Regions from separate parts of the Triticum aestivum genome. Here region 2 is linked to region 1. The links are chromatin contacts, called in public Hi-C maps. All regions are on one chromosome and are shown on one strand. The core of a region is the stretch at or near the end of the contact, and the rest is flanking DNA. Distances in the headings are between cores, read along the strand shown.

Region 1 (5,143 bases), core at 1,018-3,517:
GGGGCTGCGACGTGTTGATCTTCCGAGGCCGGGCATGACCCAGAAAAGTGTGTCCGGCCAAATGGGATCGAGCGTGTTGGGTTATGTGGTGCACCCCTGCAGGGAAGTTTATCTATTCGAATAGCCGTGTCCCTCGGTAAAAGGACGACCCGGAGTTGTACCTTGACCTTATGACAACTAGAACTGGATACTTAATAAAACACACCCTTCCAAGTGCCAGATATAACCCGGTGATCGCTCTCTAACAGGGCGACGAGGAGGGGATCGCCGGGTAGGTTTATGCTATGCGATGCTACTTGGTGAACTTACCATCTACTTTCTTCTACATGCTGCAAGATGGAGGCTGCCAGAAGCGTAGTCTTCGACAGGATTAGCTACCCCCCTCTTATTCTGGCATTCTGCAGTTCAGTCCACCGATATGACCCTTTACACATATACCCATGCATATGTAGTGTAGCTCCTTGCTTGCGAGTACTTTGGATGAGTACTCACGGTTGCTTTTCTCCCTCTTTTCCCCTTTCTATACCTGGTTGTCGCCACCAGATGCTGGAGTCCAGGAGCTAGAGATCCCGAGGATGATTCTACATGGAGTTCGGCTTCGAGGAGTAGTTAGGAGGTCCCAGGCAGGAGGCCTTGCCTTTTCGATCGTTGCTACTTTTGTGCTAGCCTTCTTAAGGCAAACTTGTTTAACTTATGTCTGTACTCAGATATTGTTGCTTCCGCTGACTCGTCTATGATCGAGCACGTGTATTCGAGCCCTCGAGGCCCCTGGCTTGTATTATGATGCTTGTATGACTTATTTATGTTGTAGAGTTGTGTTGTGATATCTTCCCGTGAGTCCCTGATCTTGATCGTACACATTTGCGTGCATGATTAGTGTACGATTGAATTGGGGGCGTCACAGCTGACGTGTGGTTCCGGTTCCGTCAGCGAATGAGAAATTGGCGCGTGAAAAATCGTCATTGATCTAGGCTATTAACAGGTATCGGATTCAAAACCGACACCCGACAGCTTAACGACAACCCGTTACAGTGGCTGCCACGTGTCGGTTACCCTGAACAGGTAACAATCCTATAGGATATGGGTAAATAATTACCCATTGGTTTTTCATTAGGAAAAAATTATACCCATTGGGTAAGCCGGGTACGTGCATGGGAAGGTAATATCCTTACTCGCATACCTGTATGTTTATTCATTATGACAGGTAGGCCCTATATGTAATTCACTAAAAATGTGAAAACTCTAGCGTCGCTTTACTCAGCCGCAGCCTCGACCCGAAATCCCTCCCCGTACACCTCCCGCGTTGTCACTCACACCACAGAAACCTCCTTTGTCCCCATCTCTCTTCCGTCACAAACCCTAGGGAAGGATCCACCGGCCGTGGTCGAGGCATGCAGTGATGCGACCAGCCACCTCCCTCATCTCCTCGTCTCCTCCTTCCACTCCAGGTGACCAACAGACCAAGCCATCCCCTCCCTCCATTGCCTGTCCTCCATCCCATCTCCTCCACGCGAGCACCGCCAAGCTGCCAGAGCACCTCCTTCCGCCATGCCTCGAGCTCCAGTGGACAAACACATCCTGGAATGTTATGTTTATATACTGAAATGCTGAAATGTTGTGTTTTACACACTGAAATGCCGAAATAATGCATGCCAAAATATGAAATGAAAGGTGGCCGAGATAGGTATTTTCACCCGCGGTATTGCCCGCACCCGGCCAGGTACAGGTATGGGAACAATATGAAACCCGGGGTGCGGGTACGGGTTTGGGCAAAAATTATTGGGACGGGTGCAGATTTGGGCGAGCTCGCACCCGACCCAAGTGGATACCATGTAGATGGGGTCCTCGGCCCGGCCCACGTGGCCGTAAGACGACATGGTTACTAGTGAGTGACCCCTAATCTGAAACACCATCAGTAGTTTTGAATTGGTCTGCAAGTTATGCATATTTATCGTGTCAATTAATTTGTGCATCACAACTTTACTGTCCAGTACTCCAGTTCAAACAAGCTGACCGTTCATGTTTTTGTGTGTTCATTTTCGCTTCCGGTCATTTTAGTGTTCATTTTCGCTTCTGCCAAAACACACTGAGAAACAAATGTGACAACTGATAAGTGTTCAGTTCCGTCCGTTCTCGGCCCTAGCGGCAAGACCACCCACCGTGTCAAACCCAACGTGGCCGCGGGGATTTACCGGCGCAACATGGAACCACCGCTGCCCGACCGGGTGGTAAAAACCAAATCGGTCGGTCGGTGTCGGACCGGGTGGTAAAAACCAAATCGGAGACGGAGAGAAGCAAGGAGAAGACGCCAGAAACAAAGCGAGCACTCCGACCGCCCAACGCCATGCCGCTCCTCCACGGCGCCAGCCTCCGGGCCCTCCTCGCCGGCGCCGCCGTCGCTCACCTCTCCTCCTTCCCCATCGTGCGCGCCTCCCCGTGCGCTCCTCCCCAGCCGCTGCGGCTCCGCGCCTTCGCCTCCCACAGCGCCTCGGAACCTCCGCCGCCGCCCCCCTCCTCGCCCTCGCCCTCCACCTCGCGTGTCCTCGCCTCCGCGGCCGCGGCGTGCGACTGCGAGGAGGGGGCGAAGCCCGCGATCTGCACGGCGGACGAGCTGCACTACGCGCCCGTGCCAGGCACCGAGTGGCGGCTCGCGCTTTGGAGGTACCGCCCGCCGCCTGAGGTGTGTGCTTGATCCTGCATGCGGCTAGGCGGTGGTCGCGGCTTTGTTACGCTTGCCTTCGTTTGGTTGCTGATCTCGTGCTCGCTTGGTTCGTGCAGGCGCCCAAGAGGAACCACCCACTGATGCTGCTCTCCGGAGTGGCCACCAATGCGGTGGGATTCGACCTGTCCCCTGGGGTGAGTTGATCCATAACTACGCTACTGCTATCGATAAATCTCGCTGCAAACAGTACATTCTGTTTTTTTTTTGTGAAGAAACCCATATGATGTTCGATTAATCTTTGTAAAATTGCTTGTATAATGATGTTGCAAATGCAAACTGGTAGCCATCTTTTAGCTTGGACTCACGTATCATGAGGATTCGACCTGTCCATCTAAACCCCCATCCTCAAGCTCTAGTTTCTTTTGTGTCTTTTGTGTTTGTTTTTGGTTTTCACTCGGGTTTCCTTATTTAAACCGAGTGTTGTATGATTTTCGGATCCGGTTTCCCTCATTAAGTGGATCAACTCTATTCTTAATGAAATTGCGGGAGCTCCCGGCCCTCTGACGAGGTTCCGTCCATTTTTTGTGGACCTTTAGTTCATTTTACTCTGTTTATCCTGTAGTTTAATTCAGTTTTAATTTTGATGTATTCTGTAATGTAAATACAATGAAATTAATTGTAGTAAGCCCACCCCGAGATGAGTGCTCTCTCCTCCGACTTCCCTAGAGCCTCCGGTATCACAGCAGAGACAGCGACGGGTTCTCCACCCATACGCGGATGGGGCGACAGAAGTATGGAAATAAGATAAGCAAAAATTTAGAAAGGAAAGTTCAATAAGCATATCATGGAGTAAACCGAGTGTTATGAACAAACAAACACGAAATCCACTCTTCAAGAGAAGTTTGTATTATATTTATTGGCATCTTTATTGTTTTACTGTAATTGGCTAATTGCAATTGCAGTAAAATGCATCCTAGCACACCTCCAGGGATATAGCAATCAGCAGACCTAGAAGTACCAAAATTTGAAAACGCTTACATGTACTCCCTCCATCCCAAAATATAGTATAACTATCATAGTGTCAAAAATGGTCTTTACATTTTGGGACAGGGGAGTAGTTGTTATGAAATTTATTGTGAACAAAACATAGTGTTTAATTATACTGCGGATAGTTATGAATTCATATGTTGCTAATATGAAATTTATTAGAGCCGCAATTGGGGTTTACTTGCATAACTGGGATGCAGCTAGACGGCAATGAAGTACCTTTTCTTGCACAAATATGGAAACAACACATATTTAACGGAAAACAAAAGCCGTATCTTCAGTTTTCCAGTAACTGTTGTAGGAATGTTTGCCTAAGTTGTTGGCTTATTGTACACGATTTACGAAGGGGAATCTGTAGAACTTATGAAGATTGCAGTTAAGACTATGCTTGTGCACTCTTCAAGAGTCAAATGAAAGGTGTAATTGCTGGTGTGCTTGTATCACAGGACTCAAACTATTTCAAAAACATTTCCTGCCTCTGAATTTTATGGTTGGTCCATAATTACCTGTCTTTTTTGTATTATATTTAATATATGTTACACTCAAGAAAGAAACAGTTATACATCTACTGTCTTCCTTGTTATTGTTGCCATGTTTGTAGGCATTTCTTTTATGGCTTCCCCTTTACCCTGGACTTCCATTGATACAAATGAAATGATGACAGGCTTCCTTTGCCCGTCATATGTCTATGCAAGGGTTTGATACATGGATTGTTGAGTTGCGTGGTGCAGGCCTCAGCACACGTGGATCAGAATTAGCTGCAGCTAGCACCAAGTCTGACATGTCCTCTAATTCAGGTGTGGATAAAATTTTGACACAGAAAGTAAATGTTGTTCCTCCTGCCAAGGATATGTCAACTAATGAACCTCAAAGTTCTGAAGTTCCAGTACTAACAGACACGAATGTGCTAGAAACAAACACATCAGAAGAACCACAACTGGTGACAAAGTTAGCAAATGCTTTGGCACAATTGAGTGTAACATTTTCAGGCTATGTAAGAGATAGCCAACTGAGAAACATCACTGACAGTTTTTTTGATCGAGTGACAGAACTTGTCCCTGATGCCTCATTAACTAGTAGTCTTGAGGAGGTTGCAGATAAATTTCTAGGGTTGATGGAATTGCCACAGACATCAGCAATATATGATCAAATTAGCCAATTAAGTCAGCGCCTTGTGAAGATTCTTGGGGAAGGTCAACAAAATGTTTCCCCTCGGTTATTTGGCTGGCAAGAACGCCTCTCTGCAACCATAGAAGATCTCCAGAAGCAGTTGGAGCTGATTATTAGTTATGATTGGGACTTTGACCATTACCTGGAGGAGGATGTACCTGCAGCGGTTTGTAGACATACTCTTTACTGTCGAGAGATTAATTGAAGGTACCTTGAACTGCTTAGTAAGAAGTATGGTGATTTTTTGTTTGTGCAGATAGATTA
Region 2 (5,195 bases), core at 1,976-4,475, 170 kb before region 1:
CATCTCCCGCCTGTCAATGCCCAAGTCCCGAGCTCTTGTGTAATATGCGACCCCAGCTGACATGACCATTCCGTTGCCTCCAAAGGTTCCAGCAACACTAGTGTTTCGAAGCCTTTGTGATGCTCCTTGGGAATGCATTTTTGAGATGCCCTCCACCAAGTTTCAGGACGATCATCCATTGCAGGCACCAACATTGCATCAGTCCTAGTCCTAGAGAAGCTCAAGTGTCAAATCAGATGAGACTAGACGCAAGTTGCAGGCTGTCATCAACTAGGTCCTCCTTTTGTTCACAAAGATAACAAGACGAAACCTCGTCTTGTAACCCATGTCTTAATCTCTGATCCGATGTCCATATGTGATAGTGGATAGCCAACCATAGGAATATCTTGCAAGATAGTGGTGCCCAACATCTCCATCCTTGTCCGCGATGCATGCCCCACCTCCGTGAGCTATGGTAGGAGCTCGTCATCACAAACTTGCAATGCTCGTGCCCTTGTCATAGCCAGTCCCGTCTCAGTCGATGTCCTTTTGCGAAAACATGAAAGAATCTATCTGATGATATTTACACATCTTTTTAGATTTTCTTAGGGGTACTATTTTAGACGATTGTTTTAAAAATAAAGACCAAGTATGATCACTTGTGCTAGGATTTCAGAGTCTGCCACAAACTAAATAACACGGGTGTTGTTCAGCCAGGAATATCCTATTTGACGCATTATGCTTCGAACTATCAACCTTTCGCATAGAGCTGGCGATCGAGCTGTGACCTAGGCCGGCCCATTAACATGTTGCAGTGTTTCTGGTTTGAAACCTTCTAGAGTTTTCCAGCCGTTTTTTCAGGTTTTGGACCGTTTTTTATTTTCTTGTACCGGTTTTTCTATTTCTTTTTTGGGTTTTCATGTCCCCCCTTTTTTATTTTTGTTCTTTTCTTCTCCATTTCTGTTTCTTTTCTATTTCAAGTTTATTTTCCTTTTTTAAAAAGTTCATGTTTCAAAAAAGTTATGGAAATATTTAAAATGTTCTTGCTTTAAAAAAATGTTCAAATTTCCAAAAATTGGTATGTTTTCAAAAGTTCACAAATTCAAAAAAGGTTTGCACTGTTCTAAAATTATTCAGAAATTTCAAAAATGTTATTGTTTTCCAAAATTATTTGGAATGTTCTTGTTTGATTTTTTCACAACTTTTCAGAAAATTTTGGGCATTCCAGAAAATGTTCCCGTCATAAAAAATTGTTCACAAATTTCAAAAAATATTCTTTTTTTAATTTATGTTCACATATTCAAAAATTGTTTGCACATCCAAATTTGTTTGGATTTTCGAAGAAATTCTAGAAATTGGCAATATGTTCTTGATTTAAAAAATTGTTACCATTTTGATTTATTTCCACAAATGCAAAAAATGTTTGTGTTTTAAAAAAAAGTCAGATATTTCAAATTTGTTCGCCATTTTAGAAAATTATTCAGGTTTTCAAAAAAAGTTCAAAAAATAACTTAGTTTTAGATTATTGTTTGGGATTTTTCAAATAGTGTTAAGTCTGCTACAACTATTAGTTTTTAAGTCTTGCGATATATTTGTCACCAGATCTTTTTGTCGTAGTAGCTAGCAGCAAGGGCGCTTGGGTACGCAATTGCAGGTTTGAATCCCAGCAACCGCGCTACCTTTTTGCGACTTTCACCATCGCATTCGCGGCGCACCGCAATGGGCCGGCCCAGTCGGGCGCACCTTGTGCGTTGGGGCGTGTATTTGCCGCATTCTAGTATTCTCATGTTCCACAAATACATCATTCCATGTTTTAGCCATGCCATGTTTTAGCCCACCCCCTAGAGCCTCGTTCTCGGCCCTGCCCAGGGAAATAACTCTTTGCTGGGCCATCAGCCATGCCAGGAGCCAGGTCTAGTCCATCCGGCTTGAATTGACACTGCTCTAGTGTTCTCATGTTCCACAAATACATCATTCCACGAGTATTTCTCTAATTTCCTAAAAAAACGAGTATTTCTCTAAGAAAAACTTACACAAGGATCCATATTAATTATCGCTGATTTAGTACATGACAGAGGTTGCTGAAAAAAAGTACATGACAGAGACTACAGTTTCAGTAACAGGGTTACTCGACGGAGACTCCGTGACACTGAAATTTCCGGGGGATAAATCATGCTATCAGCGTGTTATCCCACTGAATACATTATTCCACTTCAATTTCTTTACTGAACACAATTACATATGAACACTCCAACTGAGAACTCCTCACACTTCCCTCTCTTTATTCAACACGCACACCTCTAAGCAGAGCTTTAAATATTTCTCATACGAAAATGTAGGAGAGGCTCGCAATTAGCTAGAAGCAGCAGGTGCAGCCAGTTTCGCGAGAAACCCCTTGTAGTGCTCCATGATCCTCACGGCTTCGGGCATCACCTCCTCCACGGCGTCCACGGCCATGAACCGCTCGGCCCACGCCGCGAGGCCCGGGACCCTGGCCTCGTCCAGCAGGCTGGTGCCGCCGAACTCGTCCACCGCCCTGATCCACACCACGAAGCTTCCGAGCGCGAGGTCGACGATCCCGACGGCGTCGCCGCCGAAGAAGGCCTTGCCCTTGGAGCACTCCGTGAGCGCCCGCTCCAGCGTCTCCACCTGAGGCAGCACCTTCTCGTACGCCTCCGCTCTCTGCTCCGCCGTCGTCGCCCTGAACAGCGGCCTCCACGACGGGAAGAACTGCAAGCGGATCACACGGACTCAGCAAGTCGTAGAACCAATCGGTGTCTGTCCGCTGATTTTACAGTACGAAACTCGAAGTACGATGAACAAACCGAGCAGAGGGTGTTTGTACCGTGTCGTTGACGTAGGTGGCCCAGAAGCGGGCGACGGCGCGGTCGTGGGGGTCGGCGGGGAGGAGCGGCGTCCCGGCCCCGGCCCAGGCCTCGTCGACGTACTCGAGGACGACGAGCGACTCGCACACCGGCCGGCCGTCGTGGATGAGGACGGGGACCTTCTTGTGCACCGGGTTGGAGCCGAGCAAGAGGTCGCTCTTGTGCTGCAGGTCCTCCTCGATGTACTCGTAGCTGAGGCCCTTCATCTGCAGCGCCACCTTCACGCGGATCACCCAGGGGCTCATCCACGCGCCCAGCAGCTGCAGCTCGCCTTCTTCTCCTCCTCCTCCTGTCATTGCAGAGTGCAGAGGGAGCCTTCAGAGTTCAAAGAGACTTGTGTAGTGCTTTCTTGTTCGATTTTGTGCTCAGCCGCTCAGGTGATATAATCCGGTTTCTTAGTTTGACCAGTGGATTGATTTTGACTGGTTAACTTGGAAGTGGAGAGTCGTGGAAACTTGTTGAAAATCAAAAACATGTACTCCCTCCGTTCCGAATTAGTTGTCTTAGATTTGTCTAGATACGAATGTATCTAGACTCATTTTAGTGCTAGATACACCCGTATCTAGACAAATCGAAGACAAGTAATTCGGAACGGAGGGAGTACATGATAGGCAGGAAGCTTCACGTGGGGACAGGCAACCTAACCAGGTTGTGGAAAGACTCTATTAATGGGTTAACTCCTTTCCAAGAACAATTCCCATACCTCTTTGATATTTGTATTGATCAAGATTGTACCCTGGATATGCTTAGCTCCATAACCTGTTCTAGCTTTTTCCGCAGAAGATTGAACGCTGATTTGACAGACCAGTGGTCTAATCTTAGAGATCAGGTGCGCAATCTGAACTTACCGAATGCCCCTGACTCGGTGTATTGGTACCTGAATAAATCTGGCAAATACACTACCAAATCCATGTATAAATGGCTTGAAAACCCCCTTAGCGGATGCAGCTATAGGTGGATTTGGAAAGCCAAAATCCCTCTCAAAATACAAGTCTTTCTTTGGCAACTCTCACAAGATGCCGTCCTGACTAGGCAGGTGATGCGGCATCGAAAATGGCCAGGGAACCCTGTGTGTTCCTTCTGCCAACAAATTGAAACTTCCCAGCACTTGTTCTTTGAATGTTCTGTTGCCAGAGTGGTTTGGAGGTCTATTGGAGTAACTCTGGGGACTGATCTTTGCCCTAAGAACTGCTGGCAATTTTTTGTTTGGTGCTACTCTTTCATCCCCGACTACGAACGTTTCTATACGGTGGCCTTGTGCGCGATTACCTGGTCCATTTGGCTGGCGCGAAACCGTGCTACTTTTGAGAACAAGATGATCAAATCTCCTTTTGAGATTGTGTTTACGGTGGTTTCCTTCCTTCTTTATTGGGCAGGGCTCCAGGGCGGGGACGACGTCAAGCAGCTTCGGGCAGGGGCGGAGATGATTCGCGACGGGACGATGAGGCTGATGCGAGCCTGTGATGCAACTATCAAGATTGGAGACTAAACATCAAAAATAGGGAAGGAGATCGACGGATTATCCCCCAAGCACCTCATACCCACGTTGCGGCCCGTTTACCCCGGTCGTCAGGACAGAGAACTACTGTTTTGAGCTACGGCTACTGGTGTTTTGCTGTCATACTTTCTGGTGGCTTTTGGACTGTCGTTTGTAATAGGTCTAGATGTTTGGTGCTACTAGGTTTTCGCCCCATGGCGCCCATTTCGATGGCGGGCGGGTGCCGTGGGTTTCCTAGTAGTGCGTTGAACTCGCTCTCCCCTTCTCCCTGTTCTTAGTCTCATCTCTGTTTCTCAGACTGGTTGTATTTCCGTTCTAAGTAATGGAAAGGGGGTTAGCCCGGTTCAAAAAAGTGGAGAGTCGTGCATGCTTCAGGTGTCGTCGTTTCATTGTTCGAGAGAGTTGCATCACTCGTCAGCGTTGTCGTATGCTCAGGAAAGGAATAGGTGGCAGGTAGTGAGGTCACTGGTGCTTCATGAGGAGTAGTTGGCTTGTGTCCTAGCTCATGTTGTGTCAGCCGTCTCCAACGCTCACCGCAAATTTGCTCCTGCGGAGTTCAAATGTTTAAATGCAGTGTAGTTCTAATTTAAAATGTTTAAATATTAAACTTCAATATTTTGTCTCTCTTAACTGTCGACTGATGCTCAATAGATCTTCTTTTAGTTGTTCGTGAGTTACTCAATGCCGAATTTGTTGATGCATTTGAACAAACTCTTTAAATATGGTCGAAAAGTATGATATGATCACTCACGTTCCTAAATCCAAGACCCGCCACAACATTCTCACCCTCATCCTCCACGATTATGTTGTGCATGACCACACACCATGTCATC

The links. A called contact is a pair of places that touch in the nucleus more often than the background predicts.
Region 2: a contact with region 1 is called in a Hi-C map of leaf, with 3 times the contacts expected there. The contact joins the promoter of LOC123074672 here to the promoter of LOC123078923 in region 1. A contact is called at or near these places in 2 of 5 Hi-C or Micro-C datasets (both in leaf).

Annotation. Positions count from the first base shown.
Region 1 is chr3D:364,394,582-364,399,724 of IWGSC CS RefSeq v2.1, reverse strand. It overlaps LOC123078923, which reads left to right and starts at 2,267. Exons shown (of 10, transcript XM_044501575.1): 1 at 2,267-2,680; 2 at 2,779-2,856; 3 at 4,374-4,506; 4 at 4,807-5,045; 5 at 5,136-5,143. The coding sequence starts at 2,345.
Region 2 is chr3D:364,568,826-364,574,020 of IWGSC CS RefSeq v2.1, reverse strand. LOC123074672 (probable glutathione S-transferase GSTU6) reads right to left here and starts at 3,225. Exons shown (of 2, transcript XM_044497450.1): 1 at 2,825-3,225; 2 at 2,169-2,709. The coding sequence starts at 3,160. The coding sequence ends at 2,332.